Regions from separate parts of the Capsicum annuum genome. Here region 1 is linked to region 2. Evidence: chromatin contacts called from public Hi-C data. All regions are on one chromosome and are shown on one strand. Each heading gives the region's core, a stretch centred on a gene start, on an enhancer-like site or on the middle of the called end of the contact. The rest is flanking DNA. Distances are from core to core; before and after follow the strand shown. Region 1 holds the start of LOC107860148 (cysteine desulfurase, mitochondrial). Region 2 has its middle 15 kb from the start of LOC107860144.

Evidence for each region. A called contact is a pair of places that touch in the nucleus more often than the background predicts.
Region 1: a contact with region 2 is called in a Hi-C map of leaf, with 2.4 times the contacts expected there. The contact joins the promoter of LOC107860148 here to the enhancer-like site in region 2. A contact is called at or near these places in 3 of 5 Hi-C or Micro-C datasets (leaf and placenta).

The regions. Positions count from the first base shown.
Region 1 is chr2:143,423,212-143,428,777 of UCD10Xv1.1, reverse strand. LOC107860148 (cysteine desulfurase, mitochondrial) reads right to left here and starts at 4,302. Exons shown (of 1, transcript XM_016705408.2): 1 at 2,414-4,302. The coding sequence starts at 4,053. The coding sequence ends at 2,686. LOC107860147 reads left to right here and starts at 4,639. Exons shown (of 2, transcript XM_016705406.2): 1 at 4,639-5,076.
Region 2 is chr2:143,379,301-143,385,526 of UCD10Xv1.1, reverse strand. No RefSeq gene overlaps it. Among protein-coding and RNA genes, the nearest start is that of LOC107860144, 15 kb to the left of the region's middle. Within about 2 kb of position 1,901, at least 1 of the 5 cell types and tissues checked has an H3K27ac peak or open chromatin away from gene starts, as enhancers often do.

The sequences.
Region 1 (5,566 bases), core at 3,053-5,552, 41 kb before region 2:
CTCAGTGAAAAGAAATTTTACAAGTGACTTTATCTTCAATAAATTTTCCTAATCTCTTTACTAATCTCACAAAAGATATCTGAGTGAATTGACAAAAGATAGATTTCGTTATGGGCTTTCACCTTGGTCGAAGTCTCATCTACAACAGAAGAGGCCAAGTGCCAGAGTAATAACATATACGGGTAGCACTACAAACAGTAAGCTAAACATAGTTATTTCTCCTCTGAATTTCCCAATAATAGCAACATGGTGAGATATCTTAATCCCTCATAATTCTTTAATTCGTGAAATTTTCCAAAATACGAAAAAAACTAAAGAGCTGAATGTATTTAACCAAAACAAGGTTGGTTGCACCAAAATGAATTTTACATCACCTGGAATAAAGAAGGTAAAGGTAATCATGTTCAAACAGATGACATTTAGGATAAAACTAAAAAGGCCTACCCAACACAAGACTTTGCATTAATTAGTCTACTGCAGAAACTGAAACAGACTACACTTGTTATTATGTATTAAAATAAAATAGATGTAAATAATACACATCAATACCTTAATAGAATTAGAGTGAATGGCAGAAGAATCAGTTTGGACAATTAAAATGATTTTTTATCTTGTCTCTTTCGTTAGCTAATGGAGTACTAATAGTGCAGATCCCTAATGTCAAAGCAGTACATGCAAGTAATAAAAACTATCAATATTCCCACTACGTTATGTACAGATAAGTTGAGTCTCTTGTAAGTTATTCTATTTTTCTTTTCTTCTGTTAGTTAGCTTAAATCGAGAGTTAGCTTAAATCGAGAGAGCTCCGTCCAATTACATTCGGCCATGTGTCTTACCCATTTTTGACAAATAAGGAAATAGCGTCTTTCCCTTTGGAAGACATGCTACACATGCGGTAATTATAAAAATAGGAGCAATTTTCAGATTGAGTCCTTGTGTGCTTCCTAATACTAACAAGTGATCAATTTTAGCTTGTGCTAAGAACTAAATTCAAACTTATAATCACACTATTTATGAAGTACACAATCTAGTTGTAAAGATGATTGTGATCAACATTAACAATTGTCAATCTATACTCTGATTTATAAAGAAATGACTTGGGAACAAGTTTCTTATTAGTTGTGCTAATGGAAAAATAGAAAAAATTTAGAGATCCCTGGTATGCTAGAACTTCATGTGAGGCCAGCCTAAAGAGACTTGATGCTGGCTGCATTGGTTTGTACAATCAGCTTCAGATGTCCCAATTGAAATCTTCTCTTTTACTACTGAATTTAATTAATATACACTAAAGTTACGTTCAACAACAATTTAATTACCAATGGTAGACTTTCTATGGTACAATGACTTTAGTGGCTCATCTGTCTACATAAAATGGCTTCAATTTCAGTGTTATTGGCCATGTTGTGAAGAGCTATGTGTCTTGGACCCACCCAAATATTTTGTACCCATGAAGGATCCTCAAAAGTGCATAGGTTTTTAAGGATTCAACAAACACCCAGCAGTACCTTTGAAGAGTCCAAGAAACCCATAGGTGAAGAAGATTAGATGTTACAACATGAAGTTTTTGTTTCATTCTTCTGATTAAATTTCTCAAGAACTGATATTATCTACTGATAATTTATACTATTATGTAGTCCAAGAACTGTTTGCTTTTCATTTTTCTGTTCTTTTTTCCTATGCCGACTATGGTATATTCACGGGAAGAGGAAGAAGGTAGTAAAATAGACTAGGATTCCATGGATCTAAGTCCCTCCATGATCTGCTAGCAGTAGGTCTCCCCAGAACTGACTTTCAAAAAGAAACTAACAAACACCTAGTAGCCTATGACATCATATATACCAGAAAACCCCTGGTAAGACATATCAATCAGAAGAGCTTCACAGTAGGAGGCACACACAAAAATTCAATAGATCAAGGCAAATGTTATCACCCTAATCAAGGTGTTCATTACAGTAGAATCAAATCTTGCAAAATCAAATGTGAAACGTCGAGTTCAATTTGTCATATAACCAGAAACATTAATTCACAGAATTCAGTTGATTACAAAATCAACTAGAAGCGGAGGACCTTAAACAATGATGGCAATATGGCATCAATCAAACAGCAATGAAGGACACAGGGCAAGGCGCCCACACATAATCAAAGATACAAAGTAAATTTCATTCTGAGTTCCCTAGAATTTATTAAACCAAAATACCAGATGATAAAAGTGCCAGCTATGCCACGGGCATCCAATCCCTGACGTGTAGGAAGTGAGTGCAAATTATTGGATGCAGTAGAATCACCCTAAATTATATCCTAAGATAATCAGAACACCATAAGCTTTCCTGCTATAATCATGCAAACACAATTGGGTCTAAATTAAATCTTATAGGCTTCTTAACGGTCATAAGCGAAATATGAGAAACCAAAATGCAAGGGAGAAACACCCATCATTTTTACCAAAATAGATGCTACATCCTTCGTGTCACTAAAGCAACTCAACATCTATATCATACACAACTATAGTGTCAAATTACAGTCGACGACAGTATGTCTTATTACAGAAACTTAACTCATTAAAATAGCCTCTAAGCTCAAGAACATGCATAAAATATTCTGAACAAGAACCTGGACGATCAACTTCATTCCACATGCTCATGTAGTGGCAGTTATCATCTCAATGCCAATCATTTGGCAATCAATCTAATGCTGTGACCACTGTATACTCTTTATATCAATGCCCTCTTTAACCATTTCATAGAGTGGGCTCATTTCCCTCAATTTCTCAACCTGGTTAACTGTAAGATCAACCGCACGATCAATCTCTTGCTCAGTAGTAAACCTCCCAATTCCATATCGAATTGATGTATGGGCCATATCTTCTTCAACTCCCAACGCCCTCAACACATAGGATGGCTCCAAACTTGCACTGGTGCACGCACTTCCACTTGACACTGCAACCTCCTTCAGCCCCATCAACAAGCTCTCTCCTTCCACATACGCAAAAGATAAGTTCAAATTACCAGCATATCGCCTTTCAACACTTCCATTTATAACAATTCCATCGATCTTAGACCTTATACCATTCAGTAACCTCTCCTGCAAAGCTTTAATCCTCTTGTCATCATATTCCATTTCCTTCATTGCAAGTTCACAAGCTGCCCCAAACCCTACCACTAACGGAGTCGGTACTGTCCCACTCCTAATCCCTCTCTCTTGTCCACCCCCATTCATCTGAGGTTCAACCCTAATCCTCGGCCTACGCCTAATATACAAAGCTCCAACACCTTTCGGCCCATAAATTTTATGCCCGCTTAAGGACATCAAACTTATGTTCATCTTCTCCACATCAATAGGAATCTTCCCCAACGCTTGTGCAGCATCAGTATGGAAAGGAACATTAAACTCCTTACAAATTTTTCCAATTTCCTCCATAGGCTGAATCACACCAATTTCATTATTCACCATCATAATTGACACTAACCCCGTATCAGGCCGTATCGCAGCCCGAAGCTTTTCTAGGTCAACAAGTCCATCAGACTCAACGGGAAGGTAAGTTACATCAAATCCCTCTTGCTGTAAATGACGACAAGAATCCAAAACACATTTATGCTCCGTTTGAGTAGTAATAACATGTCGCTTCTTATCTCTATAAAAATGCAAAACTCCCTTAACCGAGATATTATTCGATTCTGTAGCACCTGAGGTGAAAATTATCTCTTTCGGAGAAGCTTGAACCAGGGCGGCAACTTGAGCTCGGGCCGCCTCCACAGCCTGATCGGATTCCCACCCGTAAAAGTGAGTTCTAGAATGTGGATTCCCGAATTGGGAGATATGGTAAGGAAGCATAGCGTCGAGAACCCTAGGATCGATCGGAGAAGTCGCCTGCATATCTAGGTATAAAGGTCTACCGGAGATTTTTACACCTTTCATCGTGATTCCGGTAGAGTCCTCCTCATATTGTTCTCCGACTACCGCTGCCGCCGTGGAGAAACGGCGAAGACGGCGATGGACATGGCAGGGTTTAGGTGTAGTGCGGCGCAACGCTGTTGTTAGAATCTTCGAGAACATCTTTCCAAATTCGCCGATTTCTGAACCAGCGGTTTGTGTATTTAGAATAATAAAATAAATAAACACCGAGTCACCGGTTCACCGACGGAGTTATTAGTGACACGTGGCAGCTTCTCCACTTTACAGTAACATTTGGTTTATAAAACGACGACGTAACTGCTCACAACAGTGTCATTTTTGTGATAAGGAAATGAGGATGAGAGGTGCCAGTGTAAACGCAACAGTTGTTTTAAAATTACTACTCCCTCCATCTTATGTGATAAGTACGTTCTCTCTCCCTTTAAAAAAATTGATTTATTTTAATTTAATATAACTTTTTTAAAAAATAAAATAAAATTTTATAATTAAACATGTTATCTAAAAATTAAAATTTTATATATATATATATATATATATTTTTTCAAAATCCACAAAAAAAATTAGTTGTTTTTTAAAACGGAGGAAGTATTTCCTTTTAAATTCGTCTCAATGAATATAGTTTTATTATAATTAAAAATAATTTAAGCTAAAAATTATCTTTACTTTCAGTAAAATAATTTTTAATTTATACTAATTTATAATACCGCAACAAATCTCAAATTGTTCCCTTTTTTCACAAATACCATATTTATCAAGTAGAAGAGATTGGGGTGTGGGTGTGGGGCGGGGGGTCAGTATAAAAGAAAGAGAATATGTGTGGTTTTCAAATAAAGTGAGAAAAACTGGATCTTGATCTGAACATAAAAGGTTAAAAAAGGTCACGTCTTCACCTCTTCCTGATAGTTGTTGAATCAACCTCTACAAAAACTACTTGCCACCCATAAAATTCTTAAACCATTTCAAACAATATTGTGTATGGGGTTCCAGTAATACAACCATACTATTGTCATATTATATTATTATTATTATTTAGTTTGCAGTTTAAGGATCTTATTGCACCTTTCCTTCCATTCTAATCATTGATCAAATTTGCCTATAAAGTTACCTACTTTTGCTTCATTTCAATTTGGGATCTTGCATCAAGACTCTGAGACAGTGAATCAGGTATGCCGTTTTCTTCATTTCATCTTTTTTCTATTATAGTTTTGTGTAAAGATTTCAAATTTGGGTTTGTTTTTGATTAGTTGGTTAGGATAATATTCAACAAATGCAAATATTTTTGAAAACAATGTGTTTGTGTTTCTTGATTTGCTTTGATTGTTGCAGTTTCAAATGCCTGCCACTCTTCAATATGTTAAATTAGTAGTACTTGATTTTAAATTATGTAACACGTTGACAGTTCAATGATTGTGCTGAAATGATTCCCTATTTGTGTCTCATGTTTGAATTTTTGTTGAGTTGAATAAATGATTGAGAACTTGTTTGTTGATTCAAAGACAATATGCAGATATATGTACACTGAAGTTATCTGCCAAATTTATTGCAGCATATGCTGCTGAATTTCTTAGCTCCTCTGGCCACTGTTTAGATCTGGATGAAAGTAATTACGTAAATACTCAGATCCAGAAAGTGACCAATCCTTAGTTTAACTAAT
Region 2 (6,226 bases), core at 652-3,151:
TAGAACCTATTTTAATTTTTTAATATCACATCAGCAGTCAATGTTGACTGATCTGAGCTTCGTATGCGGGCGGATCTAGAGTGTTTTAAAGGGGTTCGTCCGAATTCACTCGATAAAAATTACGTTGTATGTATAAGATAATTTTTTTTTTAATGTAATATAAAATTAGAGATTTGACTCAATTATTTAAAGATTTTAAAAATTCATCTTGAGATCTCAAATTTAAATTTCATGCATTATATTTTTATTTTTTGAATCTTCTTAGTAGAAGTCATGAATTCGTCATTCATGGTGCCTTTGATATTTTACTCTTCTGTCGGAGTTCAGTATAAATAGTGACTTCGGAGCCAGTAGAAATTTAGGCAAAATTGAAGAAAAATTTCTTGTTTGGATGTGAACTATAACACTTACACTGTTTATTATTTAATGTGAATTTCAAACTTGTTAGGACCTAGAGCTATTTTCAATTTTAAAAAACACATTCTTTAAAAAAAAAAAAAAAAAACTCAACTTAGAGTTCGTTGGGATTACTGTTACAAAATTGCTTATTTGAGAAATACTTTTATAAAAAACCTTTTAAGAAAAGTGCTTTTGAAAAACAATAATAATTTGAGTTTGGTAAATTCATTTGAAAAGTATTTTTGATAAACAGATTGTGTTTGGATAATCCATTTTAAGAAATATTTTTTTAGGCAAATGACCAAAAAGGACATATATCAATAGATTATTACTACTAAAATTAATTTATAGAAAAAAAATATTTTAAATATCTACTATAATCTTTTTTAATGAAAATTCTATTTTTATTCAATTAAAAAGTAAGTACTCTAAAATATTCAATCAATATTTATATACATAAATACATTAAAAAATATTAAATAATGATATATTACTTAAATAATTTAAATAATACTTAAAAACATCAAACAAAAATGAATATAAAAATAATTTCATAAATTAAATCACTACATATGAAAAAATTAACGACAACAATAATAGTCCTTTATACATCAAAAAAGTTCTTAACAATTTTATCCCTAATTTTATCACAATGTCTCCATACTAGTAGAAGATCTATCATGTATTTTCGAAGGTATACCAGAAGGCTCATCTCCTTTTTCGATTCTTGTGATGATGTCTTCGCTAACATAATAGTTAAAGTATTTATCAGTAGTAGAACGTTGTCATATGAAATTAAGTATAGCCATAGTAGTTGTAACAAGATGAACTTGATTGTCGAATTTAAAAGATGACATTGAACGTTGGAAAGCAAATATATTTTTTATACTCCAAATATTCTTTTAATTGTACATCTCAAATTGGAGTGAAAGAAATTGAAAGTCTTATTTGAATTTTTGAAGTTAGAATTACGTTTGAAATTAGGGATGATAACGTTTCTATGGTCTTAAATAACCAATCGTTGTTGGATAATTCGAGCCAACTATATAATATTTATCTACACTAAAGAATTATGATCTAAATATGAAGTAAAAAAAATTTAAAATCAAACTTTAATCAAACTTATAAGATATGTTAATTAATTAATAAGGGATGTGTGTGTGATAGGGATATTTTTGTCATTAATAAGTATAGACACTCGATCAGTTATTCCTGTTGCAATTTTATCTTATTCTAGTAATTAGGGTTCGAGGGTCAAAAATTCTTTTTCCTACTTTGAAAAATAAAAATACTAAAAATTACACAAATACACAACTTATGTTTCCAATATTACAAAAAATTTCAACTCCCTAAACATATTACAAAAATTCCAACATATATTGGAAACATAAGTTGTGTATTTGTGGATAAAAATATGTCATTGGTCCGAAAGGCCAAGCCCAATAATAGCTCCGTATGTATCAGAAATTGGGCCCAAACTCGCTGATGAAGAAGACTGGATGACCATACAGGTCCTGTTTGAATCTTGGAAAAACATTTCTCCGGAAATCAGCATTCTCCAATCACTACTTTAACAAAGTAATGACTTGGAAATTGGAATATCCAATTTTATATTTCCTTCGTCCCCAAGTGAATTAATTTTTTGTTGCTCCCATTTAAAACACAAAATATAAACATGGTTTAGCTATATTCCATTCATGCACGTCGTAGCACAAAAAATAAAGTGTGTCCGTCAATGTTCCTGTGGAAATCATTTTGGCTTTTTTCAACAATGAATTCAAATTTCTTTTTTTTTTTTTTTCCTGACTTTGATACCATGATAAAGAAATGGACGTAAAGACTAACTCAAATCCAAAAATTAGCTAACGAGAAAAAAAATACTCAGAACCATACAAGAAAATTAAGGGCCCTCTAACACACCGATGTGGGACTTCAATAGGAACCAATAAGCCACCATTACACTTGTACAAAAAACATGCTTAGCATTGATGATCCATGTAGCATGAATGCATGATCTGCTTGTTGCCAGGAAGCAAACTTTGGCAACTAGCTAATTTCGGCACTTCACCAAACTCACCACTCCTACCTACATAAAAACACTAAGATTAGAAGGTGTCATACTACAAATAATTATGGGACAGTCATTACCTAAGCCAATAAGCAAAAAACCATTCTTTAATTTCCATATTATTGTATTCTTGTTTACATTGATCTTTTTTCCCGGTGGACGGTCACAATTTTTCTTGTAACTTTTACTTTCTTTTGTGGGAATAAGATACCCCATTAGGCCATTACAATAGCACAAACTAATAAACAAGTAAAGAAGCATTGTAACTACTCCGCGTGCTACATCTTAATAAATGCCAATATTTTTTGCTGATAAAGTAGGAACATTATTGTGCAGTTCAACATTATAGGTATTCACAGTCAAAAGTTCAACATTATTTAGAATGAATTTTTCTGAGAATTTTTTTTTTTTCCTCGCAAAACTTTTGAATTATTTAGATTTGGTTCTAATTGTACTCTCTTTTGTCGTCTGATATATTTTAATTCTAGATTTGTAATGAAGAATGATTTGCCCAAGATGATGATTTCATCAATTCACTTTTTATAAAGAAAAGTCATCTTTTTCAAATCCTTCTAGAAAAACTCATCGAGTATATGCATACGACATTATAATTGTCCCATTTATATATAGTACCAACATAATTTCTCTAATCATATGATCAGCAGTTAATGTTGACTTGGCAGTTGACACTCAAGCTCCTATGTTTCTTTCTTTTACTGTTTGTGGGAGTTTGGCACCTATGACAATTGATATGACACCAGAATTCACTAGCTCTATATATATACTTTGAATAATTTGTTGTATGTTATTTTCCCTTTTTGGCATGAAGTTCCACTACTTTTTGATAAATTCTTGTTTGAGTATGAGCTATAGCACAAAGTTTTAATTTAAGATGAGTTAATTTGGAATTTGTTCAGAATAGCTAGAGTTGTTTAAAAAGAAAAAAAATATAGAAAGTTCCATCCCCCGTCAATTGAAATAGCCACCCAAATTGTTGCTCCTAGCCCAAGCAAAAACTCAATCAAATTCCTGTCTCCCAACTTGGGGCCAATTTGCACTTATTTGCATCTTGAAAAACACTTTCGGATTGATCAGTATGGGTGATCCATTATTTCTGTATCTTCAGCAAGTCTTTACAACAGAGACTGCCATCACAGGTATGACATGAAGAAATATAAAAGTGTCAATAGCTAATTAACTCGACTATTTGTAACTTGGAAGTTGTAACTAGAAAGAAAACCGACGTAACCTGCCAGTTTATTTTATTATTGTGTACAACTTGGTTTTGTCACTTGATAATTCATGCATGATGTTCTTTAATCCCTCGTATCTTTTGCAATGCCAGATAGAAAATTTTCGAACTTTCCATCTATAAGAAACTAATTGTATTAGCATCTGTAGGATGTTGTGTTAAATTAGATGGACAAATCAAAAAAGACGTGGAAGGGCAAATGAGTGTAAGTTTTTTAACTTTTCTCATTAAAATACGACGACACATCATGATTTAGCCAGCCATCGTACTCATGGTTGTATGATCAAATAATAATAAATATTATGTCACCTTCGAATCTGAACTAAAAAATTGGGTGGTTATCTTTTAATAAAGAGCAATTCGGAGAGATGAAGCACCTTTAGTAAACCACAGCCAGCACCTTAATATTTATAATATATATTTCCCATCTTATCTTCCATATTCCCTCAATCACTGTCTGTGGTTAATTCACTCTGTGTCAAAGACTATCTTCCAAATAAAATGTACAATGAGTTCGACCTTTTATCCCTTTAGGTAGAATGTATGTGTCTCGATCGAGGAACCAAGGAGCCACCATGTTTTGCTCTTAGCCAGCAAACCATCAACTACTTTAAGAAAACATCGGGCCATTTTCTTTGGGTATATATGTACTTCTGCACCAAACTCACCACTTCTATCTAGATAAACTAGATTAAAAGGTACTCATGTTTCTAGTTCATGACAAATCATTAATCCCGACAGACATACCTAAACAAATTAAATAGCGCGCCATCAAAACATTCTTTAATTTCTATATCCAAAATCCTTTGTTTTTATCCCCCCACAAAGCTCCCATCATGGCAGCGAAAGAAATATACTGGTATAGATTATGATTATTCTGTCCAATTATCAAGATACCATCACATCACTGGCAATGTATAGCTATCTATCTATCTATATTATTACACTGCACAAAGGGGAATTTGATTTAATACAGTAAATTTTTCAGTTAATTGCACTTAATTTACAATGGCATTATATTCCATTACATAAACACAAACTTGCAAAAGAGAGGTATTGTATGTTAATTAACAAGTGCACTTGCCGGGCCTTAATATAAACGTCAGTTATTTGTTGTTTAAAGTCTCTAAAGATAGATTATTATTCCTTAATCCAACAGGAATTCTTCAAAGCATACAAATTGAACTTTCTCTTAATTGATAAACGTGTTTAATTTGTGCACACATCGATTAATCATCAGACAGCCTATACCACAGTGTCCAGCACTATATATATTAACCTTCTCAAGGTTAATTATATTCGAATATAGAACATGAAATATAGTCAACCAAAATCAATTGAATGTAAAACAGAAGTAGCATATGAAGATCGAATGAAACTAAATATTGAATACCGAGTCTTAAGATTTGAAGAAGATTCGCATGATTATGGGACTTAGCTTGGTAAACTATCGGCCACAGTATCCAATATTTATGATGATAAGACATTTAAGTTATCCAAATTATCTTTCAGCCGGCACTATCTCAATTGAAATTTACAAGATTCAAACCACATTTAAAGGACAAGAGGAAAATCTACTAGCTAGCCTTACTGTATATGTTAATGTTTTAGATGGACAAAAATATGTGTGATAATAAAAGTAGCTCCAACAAGTCTGATGGATAGGGTTGAATTCTTAATTCAGGAGTACGCGCAGTATGTTAGTGAGAAGAATGTTAAAGATCGAACCCATTGATGTCGGAAAAAAAATCAACATAATACGGATTTGTTCCAAACTTGCTGTCATAAGAACAGAATACAAAATTAATACTAACATTCAACAAAATAGTATATAGATGCAACAAAAAGACATGGAACTGGTTCCGTCCTGAATGCAAGTTTCACTTTCAGTTCTTTGTAGTATTCTGCAACATTTTGCACACACTAAACGATTAAAAAACAGTGCTTAAATTAATTCACTCCTCTCTTTTGCTCATCCCTTAGAACAAATATTGTTAGGTCTACCAAAGGATCAAAGAGAAGGAAGACTATAGGAAATTAAATAATAATGAAACAAGAAATTAATAATACATGAATAACAGAAAATTAAAGACTATATTGCCTGGCTCCATCTGTCTGCCTCTTTCCAAGCTTAAACCATTAACTAAGATAGAAGTGATCAAGGTTAATTTCTTCTACAACGTAACGTAACCCTTTGCCATGAGATTGGCAAAAATATATCATCTTCTACGTCCCCTAAGTAGAATGCGCTTCGCCTATCGAGAAATCGTGTGTCCAAACACTTCCATCTTTAGAGATTTGCTTCCAAACTATCATCAACAACATAGAGTAGTACTATGTGTACTGTATATTCAAAAACACTAACTACAAATCTTTTAACTTGGGGATGGAGAAGAAGGAGAACAAAGAGGGCCAACACCAATTTATAAGGACCCCAGCCAGAAGAGAAAAGAAAAAAAAAGGATCAACGTTATTTACTTCTTCTTTTCTTTTCTTTTTTTCAAATA